Regions from separate parts of the Sus scrofa genome. Here region 2 is linked to region 1. A link is a contact called in public HiChIP or PLAC-seq data. All regions are on one chromosome and are shown on one strand. The core of a region is the stretch at or near the end of the contact, and the rest is flanking DNA. Distances in the headings are between cores, read along the strand shown. Region 1 holds the start of ARL8A (ADP-ribosylation factor-like protein 8A). Region 2 holds the start of PPP1R12B (protein phosphatase 1 regulatory subunit 12B).

The links. HiChIP or PLAC-seq counts read pairs in DNA pulled down with a chosen protein or histone mark.
Region 2: an H3K27ac HiChIP or PLAC-seq map of alveolar macrophages shows a contact between it and region 1. The contact joins the promoter of PPP1R12B here to the promoter of ARL8A in region 1. A contact is called at or near these places in 2 of 5 promoter capture datasets (fetal skeletal muscle and liver), 2 of 47 Hi-C or Micro-C datasets (blood and liver) and 1 of 2 datasets of contacts at active chromatin or transcription factors (alveolar macrophages).

Annotation. Positions count from the first base shown.
Region 1 is chr10:24,322,771-24,328,978 of Sscrofa11.1, forward strand. It overlaps ARL8A (ADP-ribosylation factor-like protein 8A), which reads right to left and starts at 1,455. Exons shown (of 7, transcript XM_021064533.1): 1 at 1,177-1,455. The coding sequence starts at 1,299. It overlaps PTPN7 (tyrosine-protein phosphatase non-receptor type 7), which reads right to left. Exons shown (of 10, transcript XM_021064534.1): 9 at 5,038-5,151; 10 at 2,519-4,012. The coding sequence ends at 3,919.
Region 2 is chr10:24,462,597-24,468,257 of Sscrofa11.1, forward strand. PPP1R12B (protein phosphatase 1 regulatory subunit 12B) reads left to right here and starts at 1,407. Exons shown (of 25, transcript XM_021064548.1): 1 at 1,407-2,846. The coding sequence starts at 2,556.

The sequences.
Region 1 (6,208 bases), core at 205-2,704:
ACAGCGCCAGGTTTAAACAGGCCTCTCCCGAGGAGATCCAGAGCCTGGGCCTCAAGAGCCTGCCCTGCTGTGAGAGGCCAGAAGCCCCTGGCAGAAGCCACAAGCACACAGGTTTGGGAAAGGAAGCCAGGGCCCAAACATGCGATCATGGGGGTACCTGCCCCCAGCCTCCCTCCCTCCCTCCCCTCTGTGGGGTGGGCAGACACAGGGAGGGGAGGTGCCCAGGCTGGCTGGTCCAGCTTCTCCACTGACCTCTCACAGGGGGCGGATCCACAGCTCTCCAAAACCCCAGTCTGGGGCCAAGAGCCGGGTCCCCAGGCCTTTCCTCCTCTGCCCACAGGCCCCACCAGCCAGGCTGGGAGAGGCAGGCCGCAGCCATTACTGCAGCCCAGCCCACAGACCCAGGGCTCATCTTCCCCTTTTTTTGAGCCAGATTTCAACTGGCGGCCAGCCACTCCCCTGGCACCCAAAGGCTTACACTTGCCCACTGAGGTCTTGATGACCCAAAGCCCTCACAGCCACTGTCGCAGGTGTCCCCGGAGTGGCAGTGCCCCTCCAACTCATCCTGCGGGGCCGAAGCACCTCCTTCTGCAACTTCCGAGCGAGGCGGGGACTCCGCAATCCCGTAGATGCTATGCTCCCCAGGCCCCAGCTGGACTCACTAGGCGGCCGGTTCTGGGAGGTCTGGGCTGGGTCGACGGCCTCAGCTGATTCCACTCCCCCCCAGGGGTACCCCACTCCCCTTGTATCGCTGGGGCTTCCTCTTCCGGGCAGGAAAGATGAACCCCCTGGGGTGGGGTTGGGCTGGCCCAGGCCCCCTCCCAGGACGGGCGGCCCCCAGTCCCGAGACCCTCCTTTCGCCGCGCGGGCAGGCCCGGCACTTTCGCCCCGTCATGCGCCCGGGCGCGGGGACCGGAGAGGGCCGTCTCCGCGGACAGCGGCCCCTCTGGCCTCGTGACACCCTGGGCGCCGCAGGTCGCGGTCTCGTCCCCCGCCCCCGCGCCCGCCGTGCCATCTCGGCCCGGGCACGCGCTGTCGGGTTCCCAGGGCCGTGCTAGGCCCCGCGCGCCCCAGCCCGCGCCTCCCCGCCGGCGCCCGCCGTGCCCGCCACGCCAGGCGGCCATCGGTCGACAGGGCGCGGCGGGGCCCGAGGCCCGGCCGGCCCGCGCCCCGTACCGCGATCACGTTGACGAAGGTGGTCTTGCCCGAGTACTGCAGCCCGACCAGCGTGAGCTCCATCTCCTCCTTCCAGAACAGGGCCTTGAACCAGTCCAACAGCTTGTTGAACAAAGCGATCATGGTCGCTGCGCCGGCCGCGCCCGGTGCCGGCTCCCCGCCGCCCCTCTTGCCCTCGCGCTGCGGCCGGAGCGGCCCCTCCCCGGTGCGGCCCGGCTCCGGGCTCGGTGCGGGCGGAGGCTCGGCTGGAGCGCGCGCGGCGGCCGACGACTCGCTGCCGGGCTCGGCTCGGCGCGCCGATGGGTGTGGCCTCGGCGCGTCCTCCTCCCCCTCCTCCTCCTCCTCCTCCTCCTCCCGGTCGCCGTCCTCGTTCACCGCCCGCGCCGCCCGCCCGGCCCTGCTCGCCCCCGACAGCGCTCCTCCGCGCCCGGGGCGGTGGCAGGGCGCTGGGCGGGGCACCCGCGAGCTTGGGGACAGGCCTGGCCGGCCGGGCGGGCCAGGGCCCCTGGGCAAAGAGCGCCCATTGTTTTAACCCTTCTGGCGCCCCCTTCCTTCGTACGCGGTGGTGGGCGCGCCCGAGGTGGGTGCGGGGCCCCGGGGAGCCGGCACATTTCCAGGGTGGAGGTGGGTGGCTTGCGGACGAGGAGGTGGTCTCCGAGATCTTTTGTTCCCCGAGACCTGCCCACTGAGCATCTCTGAGTCCTGGCGGGAGCGTTCGGTGGCCGCAGGGTACCGCGACCACCTGTTTAGGAAGCTTCTGGCCCAAAGTGACTTTGAAGCCTTGGCTCACCAGGAGGCTCAAACAGAAAAAGTCTGCGGGGCGGGAGAGGGAGGGTTCCCGTGAGGAAGTTTTGTGGCAAAGGAGTAACTTGGTAAAAGCCGGGTTTCTTCAGGAGAACTGGTGGTGGGAGGTGTGGGGCCTGCTGTGTTCCCCGCACCCCCCACCTCGCAGCCCCCAGCCCACCTTGGGGTTTCCTTGGTATTCCACTTACATGTGTACTTCCATGTATTTTGTTCTAGACAAAGGTGCATAAATGGTCGGAATGACCTGAGAGATCAGTGGCCAAAGGGAAGGAGTCACAAAGTCCTGGCTGAGTAGAATGTTCTGGACTGTTAAGTGATAGGGTCCTTCTAGTCCCTGCCCTTTGTAAGTCCCTCTCTAGCTCCTCAGGAACACCCCCAATTCCCAAACCCACCCTGGCAGTGTCACTTTGCTTCACTTGTAAGAGCTATAAAGGGCGTGGCCCGGGAGGAAGGCCACAGCCTGATCTGGGGATTTCTACTCTCCATCCCTGGGAAGAGGCTCCAATGGGCCACGAAGAAGATGGAAAGAAGGAATGACTCGGGCATCCGAGAAGTCTTTATTTTCACACCAGGTTACTCACCAGAGCCCGGGGAACAGGGCTGGGGCAGCGGCGCCCAAGGAGGGAAGCCTGCAGGCCTGTGTGGTGGCTTTCCTCCTGCGGGCAGGATTTGGCACCCAGGGGCTCTGAGCCCTGCTCCACAGGTACCCCGAATGCCTCTCGTGGAGAAGGGAAGGCTCAGGAGTGGGCAGTGAGGGAGGAGGCTGAGCAGAAGCATGAAGAAAGCCACCCCAATTCCTACGCTGCACATGCTCCAGAAGTGCCGTCTGAGGGAGAGGCCCAGGTCTTCTCCGGGATCCAGCCCCTTGGGGGTCCATAGAGAACCTGCCTTCCTCCCCACAGGCAGCCCATCTTGGATTCAAGGATGCAGGATCTGGCCACCTCCCTGGGTTGAGCCGGATCTGGGTTTCCTGGACTTAGCTCCCTGGGGTGGGCCCTGGGGGGGGTGCCCTGGTGTAGCCTGAGTCCCTGGTCTGCGTGGGGAGCTTTTACCCAGGTTGTTGCTGGAAAGAGCCACTGCCCAGGTGTGCCCCCTGGGGAGGAGGGCATGCCGGGGATGGTCACTCAACACCAGGTGGCGCTCTCGGCTCTGTTGCTCCGGTCTCCGGTGTTTGCCCCCGGCCCGTTCTGAGGTGCGAAGGCAGGCAGAGCGTGCTGGCCCCCTAGGGAGTAGCTGGGTGGGTGGAGGGAGGCAGGCATCTGGGTCTCACCCTTTCCCTCTTCTGGAGATTTCACCTGTCTGGCCAGGTCACCTCTGAAGCCTGCTCCCCCGACACGTGTGGGCACAGGGTAGTCCGGGTCCTTGCTCCCTTTGGAGTGTAGATGTGTGTTGGGGAAGCAGAGTCACTGTGGGGACCGGGTAGGACCGGGTTTTCCTGGCTGGCCTGGCCTCGGGCCACTCTCGTGCAGGGCCTGGCAGACGATGCCCTTGGCCTCACTCTTTGCTGGCCCCCTGGGGCGGGGGTACAGCTGCAGCAGTTTCTAGGAGCTCCGCTGATTGGTTGCCCCTTGGGGCAGCAAAGTGCCCAATGTCCTTGTCCGAAGAAGAGACCGAGGTGCCCACGGTTTTTCAGAGACCAGGACTCCTGGGCTTCTGTCTCAGCTCTGTTACAAAGGTCAGCCACTAGCTTCAAGTTCTGAGTGATGTGGGGGTCCCCCTGGTGTCCACTTGGGGCCATTGGAGGAAGCAGAGGAGTGGGCAGTGCTGAAGCCCCAGTGTCTGACCTTGTCCTTGCCAGCCAGCTTCCTGTAACCCCGGATACGCACTGAGGGACACCCCATCCCCAAGCCCATTCGGGGCTCCCCAGATCACGAAGCCACCTTCACCAGACCCACCACCCCAGGCCTGGGGGAAACGGCACTGGGGATGTGCCAGGGGTCAGGGGCTGGGCCCCTCCGGCAGCTGGGCAGCGTACAAGGCCAAGGTGTGGTGCAGGAACTGGTACTGCTCCGCCGTCTGGATCATGCCACCCCTGTGGGCAGAGGCACGTAGGCATGAGTCAGGGGTCTGCTTGGGCATCGTTGTCCCATGGAGAGATCCTGACCTTCCCAAAGGCCGGCTGGCTGGCTCCTCCTCGTAGGTTCATCCTCCCTGAGACCAGCTCCTTCCCTCGGTTCCCAGACCCCCTGCTCCTCACCAAGCCCTGGGGCTGGCGGGGCTGGCAGGGCTGTGGAGGGGTCCCACATGCCCAGGGCTTCTCTGACCACCAGCTGCTGGGGCAGAGCCAGCCCCAACTCCTCAAGCCAGGCCAGGAATATGCCCAAGCCCCAGGATTTCCTTCTCTCATTTTTTTTTTTTAAGGGCCGCACCTGCCACATATGGAAGTTCCCATGCTAGGGATCGAATCAGAGCTGTAGCTTCCAGCCTACACCACAGCCACAGCAATGCAGGATCCTTAACCCAATGAGTGAGGCCAGGGATCAAACCTGTATCCTCATGGATGCTATGTCAGGTCCTTAACCCACTGAGCCACAATGGGAACTCCCCAGTAATTTTAAAAGTAGTAATTTCACATATGTATATAGTCGGTTCTCATGTTGCCAAAGACTCGCATCAGTGGCCTCATTCCCTACAGCGGCTCTCTGGGGAAGGGGCCACCATTTCCCTCTAGATAGGGGACCCAGGAAACAGGTGACAGCTCAGTAGAGGCCCTTGGATGCTATCTCCAAATCCAGCGGGCTTCTGTGTTTTGCCTGGGGCTGCCTAGTTTCTGGAACCAACCATACTCTGTTCCCCCACCTGTCCCCTGAGTAGGGAATTTGGAAAAACAAAGACAAAACCAAAAAAGATTGGAAGCTTGGACAAATCCTCAGAGCCTCAAACACCCCAGAGAGCTAAAATTTTGGACAGATTCTTTCCTGGGTGTGAGAGGCAGAAGAAAGAGCACTTTAAGCAAAAGGGGGCCCTTCATTTCCCGCAGGAAGTACCTGTAGCACTGTGTCCCCAGGAGGCATCGGGCCCTCACATACCACCCTCGGTCCCGCTCCTCGGACCCACCTGTCCAGCCGCAGCTGGCACACAATGCGCAGGATGTCCACTTCGCCTCGGGCCTTCAGCTGCTGGCAGCCAATGCGCGTGGCGATGAAGCAGCCTGTCCGGCCGATCCCTGCACTGGGTGGGGTGAGTGGGGAGGGGGTGCTGTCACAGGGGGCCGGGTGGGTGGCACACAAGGGGGCCAGGCCCCAGACTACAGAGAAAGCAGTGGGAACGAAGAGCACTCTATTTGGGGGTTGGGGACACGGGACTGGAGGGAGGTGGTGATGCCTCCACAGATGGGTCTGTTCTAGGTCACCCTGAGGCCCCCTTGGACCTTTGGACGAGCTGCCTCTTGCTTGGCGTGGGTGGCAGCCCCCCCACCAACTGTGCCCGCCTTGGGCTTGCTGAGCCTAGAAGGTCCTTCCCTCTAATGCGACTCATCTGCCGAGCTCGGCCACCATTCTCTGTCCTCTACTCATCCTGCCCTGGATTCCCTCCCCTCTTTAGGAAGACTGACCCCTCAGATGGAGCCACATCCTAGCACTGTGCCCAGGTGCCACCTGCGAGGAGGGGGTTGCCTGTGCCTCTTGCCTTTGTGCGGTGGAGGTCTACACTGCTGAATGGCAGCCTGCACCGCTGCCCACTCCACCCTGACTCACTTCCTACCCCGGGGCCAAAGCATTCTTCATAGATGGCAGCTCCAGGTTTCTTAGGCCGTCCCTTGAGGTCGCTCATCAGCAGGCCTGCGCTCACCTTCCAGACTCTCTCATCCCCGGCCCCCTAGGTCCCATCCAGAGATACTCCGAGTCCCCTGAGTCCCCCCTACCCCCGCCACCAGCCCTGCTCTCTGACTCTGCTCCCAGCAACGTGGCACTTTCTTAACTGCACCCCTGGGCCTTTGCACCTGCTGCTCCATCAACCTGGGATGCTTCCCTGCACCCTCTGCACTTGACAAATTCGCCTCCCAGGTCTTAGCTTGGTGTAGGGGTCCTTTCTCCTAGAGGACCATCTCTGGCCAACGTCTGGGTTGGGTGCCTTGGGTCCGTGCCCCTGACACCCCCATCGTCCTCTTATCAGGTGTCCTATTCATTTTATCTGCTGTCTTTTCCACCAGACTGGAAAACTTGTCAGGACAGAAACCAAACTGTGCACCGCTGTCTCCTTAGCTCTAACACTGCCTGGTGGGAACAGG
Region 2 (5,661 bases), core at 157-2,656, 140 kb after region 1:
GAAGAGGGTTAGGTTCCTATCTAGTTTAATATCAATATTTCTTTTATCCTATAGGGACAGTTCTATTTGAGAGCTTGTGGGCAATTTTAATTATCAGCAAGAGGCTGAGTTGAAATAAGAGTTTCCACGTTGACAAGCTACAAAGTCAATCTCATACAGAATTTTATTTTTTTGTAATTTTATTATCAAGAACCAGTGTTTTGGGTTTGTTTTTTGTTTTTGTTTTGTTTTTTGCCTTTTTAGGGCCACACCCGCAGCATATGGAAGTTCCCAGGCTAGGGGTCAAAGCAGAGCTGTAGCTGCCAGCCTATGCCACAGCCACAGCATTGCAGGATCCGAGCCACGTCTGTGACCTACAACACAGCTCATGGTAATACTGGATCCTTAAACCACTGAGTGGATGGAACCTTTGTCCTCATGGATGTTAATCGGGTTTGATACCACTGAGCCATGATGGGAACACCTCTCATACAGATTTCCAGTAGATGATGAAGTATAACAAGTTCTGTGGTAACTAAATTAATGCAAGGAACACATGGCTATATAAAGTATACAGTATTACATCTTTTATTTTTATATACATTGTTATTCACAGTTCACCAAGATGCTAATAACTTAATTAGCATTTATGAAGAATTTAAGGATACCTAATTAAGCATATTTATTTATTTTTGTCTTTTTGCCATTTCTTGGGCTGCTCCCGTGGCATATGGAGTTTCCCAAGCTAGGGGTCTAATCGGAGCTGTAGCTGCTAGCCTATGCCAGAGCCATAGCAACTCAGGATCCCAGCCACATCTGCGACCTACACCACAGCTCACGGCAACGCCGGATCGTTAACCCACTGAGCAAGGGCAGGGATCGAACCTGCAACCTCATGGTTCCTAGTCAGATTCGTTAACCACTGAACCACGACGGAAACTCCAAATTAAGCATATTTAGATAGAGTATTACTAAGCATATTTTATATCTAAGTGTCCCTTTTCATTTGCTTCTCAGCTCATCTCAGGAAAAAGTGAAGCACAGACAAATGTTCACATGATAGAATATAATAAAGTTTCCCTTCACAATGACCTAATCTTTTTTTTTTTTTGTCTTTTTGCCTTTTCTAGGGCCACACAACAGCACATGGAGGTTCCCAGACTAGGAGGGGTCTAATCCGAACTGTAGCCGCGGGCCTGCACCAGAGCCACAGCAACGCAGGATCCTCAACCCACTGAGTGATGCCAGGGATTGAACCCACATCTTCATGGATACTGGTCGGGTTTGTTTCTGCTGAGTCAAAATGTGAACTCCTTGCAACATTTTTTTTAGTGAAAAACTGAAAGTTTAAAGAACCTAATAATTGTATATGATCTCTTTCATTATGGAAAAAAAATTATTTATGTTTTGTCCAGGGCTAAAGCCTGGAGGGATATAGTTACTAAGTCAACTTTCTGTAAAGCTTTATGGAAGTATAGTTGATTTACAATGTTGTAATAATGCTAAGTCTATTTAACAGGTTTTATAACCAAGCTCTCTTTGAACATGAAAATGGCCTACTTGCTGCTTTAGGAGTTTTGTATGCTCTATAGTATTTTTTTTTTTAATTGAACTATAGTTGACTTGCAGTATTGTGTTTGCTCTGTATACGTTTTTTGTAGCTTTGGGTAAAAAAATCATGGAACACATGACATCCATTCTGTCTCCCAATAATTTAAGACACATGACATCCATTCTGTCTCCCAATAATTTAAGATCCACGAAAACTGGAGAAGAGGAGGAGAGAGAAAGAAGGGAAATTAGTATTTATTATGAGCTGATAGAAGCCAGGGATAGCACTAGGTATCCTTGCATATATCGTCTTATTCGAGCCACAGGACCATCCTGTGAGGTGACATTACCCCCTTTTTACAATCAAGGAAACAGGCTCAGAGAACTTCTGTATGGAGAACTGAATTTGAATGCTCTTTCCGCTGTACCTGCGTGCATCCTTCCCAGGGGCTTTTCAGGGCTACGTGTTCATGCCCTCTAAGTTAATAAAACTCTGGATTCAGAACCAGGACACAGTTTTGAAAGTTTTGGGTACTTCCCGTCCAGTTTTCTGCAACAGAAAGTAGGGATAACAACTGACCCCTTTTCCACTCCAAAAGATTGACGTGTTAATTAGGGAGCCAAAATTAGCTGGTAGTCGCAAAGAGAATGAACCACGACTCTTAACACGCCCACAGAGGCTGACTCCGGCCAGGGACAGCTCCCGCTTGGGGCGGAGGTGACCTCGCAGGTCTGCGGCCAAGTAGGGAGCTCCCGGACCGCGCCTCTCTCGCGGTCCGTCCAGGGACTTGTAGTTCCCGTCAGGCGCGGGCGCGCCCGGGCGTGGGGGACGCGCGGCTCTCCTACTACAAGTCCCGTGATGCTCCGGGGCGCCGCTGCAACTGCGTGCTGAGGCCGCGGGGCGTGCGGGCGGCGCGGGCGGCGCGGCGGCGGAGCAGTAAAGATGGCTGCGCGTGGGTCTCCGCCCTCCTCTCCCGGCTGAAGCGCTCGGAGGCGGCGGCGGGGCGGCTCGGAGCAGCGGCGTTATGGCAGAGCTGGAGCACTTGGGCGGGAAGCGGGCCGAGTCGGCGCGGGCGCGGCGGGCCGAGCAGCTGCGGCGCTGGCGGGGTTCGCTGACGGAGCAGGAGCCCACCGACCGGCCGGGCGCGGGGCGGCAGCCGCAGAGTCGGCGCGCGGGCCCGCGGGTCCGCTTCGAGGACGGCGCCGTGTTCCTGGCTGCCTGCTCCAGCGGAGACACCGACGAGGTGAGGCGGCTCCTGGCCCGGGGCGCCGACGTGGACACGGCCAATGTCGACGGCCTGACAGCCCTGCACCAGGTGAGCGCAGCGCGGGTGCTGCGAGCCCGCTTCTCGCCGCCGCCGCTCGGCGGCCGGCTGTTCCCGACCTCGCAGGACCGGCGCCCGCCGCAGTCGGGTGTTTGTATTTCCCTCCCGCTCCGCGGGTCGTCATGGTTACCGGTGCTTTGGCCGGGGGTCTGCTGCGCTCTCGAGTCCTGCTTTCTGTGCGAGTCGTTCTGCCGTCTCTGAGAGCGCATCCCGTGCTGGGGAGGGCGGAGGGCCGAAGGGTCTGAAACCACACCTGGTTTTCTGGTTTTCTGGTTTGCAGTGATTTACAGGTTCTGCGTTCGTCGCGCTGTAGCTCCCCGAGCACCCCATCCTCAAGGAAGGAAGCCTTACTTTATTCCTCTACGGAGCGCTGACCTGCAGGGTCACTTACATTTGTTTGACGTTTTTGGAATAGCTTTTTTTTCCGCTAAAGCTTCTGTAGGAATCACACGCCCTATATAGAACTGGAGTATGTGATTGTGGATAACCTGACAGTTCCGTGCTTGGTAATTAACACCTTAACTTAGTTCATCTTATGCAACTGTATTCTGTACATGCTGCCTGTCGTCACTAACTCCGTCCTCTCTCTCAAATGGAACTTCATCAGTTATTTTGGTGAGCTGACAGCTGGACACCCACTCTTAATCTTTCTTATTTTCCTTCTTCTGCTGTCCGTGCAAAGTGGATGTGCTGACCTGAGAATCCACTTCTAAGTCATTATTCCGATTCGCGTCATTTCGCTTCAGTGAACATATTAGCCAGTAGCTTAAAATTAGTCCTCGCTGCGTTCGTGGTCCTTCTTTTTCAGATGAAAGGACCTTCTTTTCACCCCATTTGCGTCCATTTTTTCCTGCCTATAACAGTGCCCCACCTAAGGTGGCGGCCAACATTTATATAGTTCTTTGCTGTTTAAAAACTTTTTGATATGTCTTACTGCAGGTGAATCTCAGTAGTGATCCTTTGAGGTGGGTGTGGCAGCCAGTGTCATAATAACCATTTCACAGGTGAGGACTCTGAAGCTTAGAAAATCGTTGCTCGTGCAAGATTAAAAGGGAGAGAAGTTGCCTGTAGGCAAGGGTTTTTCAGATTTAAACTCCAGAGCTTTATGTCTCACCTAATAAGGAGCTGAATTGAAGTAAGATGGGCCCTCAGAGGGCCACGTGTATTCTTTCAAATTTCTGAATGAATTTTTATTTTTCGGATGTTTGGGGGATGATAAGGCGATTGAGGTCTGGATTCTGAAAGAAACCACTTTGAGGGGTCATAGAGAAATAGAAACCAGTTTTCTTGTCCACGTGTTCCTTATTCGAAGCACAGTTTTCTCAGTGTAACTCAGTGGCCCTGTTTTTTTGAGGTGACTGCTGAGTCTGCCCCTTACCACACACATTTTAACACCGCCCTGAGAAAAGCACCTACTTTGAGGTGACTGCAGGTAGGTCTTCCACACCAGGTAACCACGTTTCTGACTCCTTTTCCTGACACCGTGGTCCCCTTGGTGTCTTTCCTTTTCCTTTAATTACCCCCCTGGACAGTGAAGTGCAGTGTCTCTCACTAATATTCTAGTAGTCTCTTCACCTTCCGTAATCTCTTGAAATAGGAGAGGAAGGAGATGACAACTGTGGAATTTTTTTTTTTTTTTTTTGAAACACTTGCAAAGGCAATATGGCATTATTCGTCCCTATTTGCAGGGCTGGCAGTGCGTTGAGTTGAATAAGTATTCTCAGTACTAGCCAGATTCAGCTAAAATGAAGCTGCTTGAAGATTTGAGGTCAAACAAAACTTTATGTTGAGGGACCACTTCTTTGTTTGAGTCAAGATGAGTGGCCTTTATTGGCTCAGGGACGCCTGCAGGTCATTTCTGCAGAGTTAAAATATGTTTCTCCGTGGTCTGCAGGACACTTAAGGTATATAAAAAGTAATTTTCGAAATGTGGTTCTGGAGCCGCCAGTGGTCTAACAGCCGTAGAGGGTATGACTGCTTGTCCTTGTGTGGAGTGGCGAGTGGTCCAGGTACCTGAATTTAAGTGCCCGTCTGCTCTACAAGCCTGATGGGGATGATCCGGGTGATGGCTCCGTCTTGGCCAGCTGGGGACCATGACCCCGGCACACTGGATGAAGCCCCTTCTCCCACGGGGTCGCAGTAGATGTTTTGTACTTGAGGTTGTGGGGCCTCCATGCTGCTTGGACTTAGGGACCTTTCCTTCTTGGCAGCCTTTGCTTCTGCCACCAGGTGCTGGAGTCAGAGATAAGCTCCAGGGGCCTATTAATATTGCTGAGGGTAGACAGGGATAAGTATCTCAAAGGTTAGACCCACTCTGATGAAAGCCTTGGAAACTGATACAGACTAACCAAACTTTGCAAATAAGTTAAGATTTGCAGTGTATATGGACTCTTCAATGAAAAGGGTGTTAATCTGGAAACGTGTGTTTGTTCACAGACGAATTCCCATTTCATGTATGTGTGTACATTGTAAGGCATGAAGGGTAGGTTGATCATTCTGTGTGAGGTAATTTTGTTTGTTTAAGGGCCGCACGTTCCCAGGCCAGGGGTCACATCGAAGCTGCTGGCCTAAGCCACAGCTGCTGCAACTCCAGATCCTTTAACCCACTGAGGCCACAAATTGAACATGCATCCTCATGGATACTAGTTGGGTTCTTAACCTGCTGAACCGCAGTGGGACCTCTATGGGCTGGTGCTTTTAAAATTTTCTTTTTATTTATTCATTTTGTAAGGTGGATTAGTAGCACCCATCTTGTATCCTTAGCGTTATGATCTTGGGTCCAGACACAGGCTCTTAAAACTGCCAA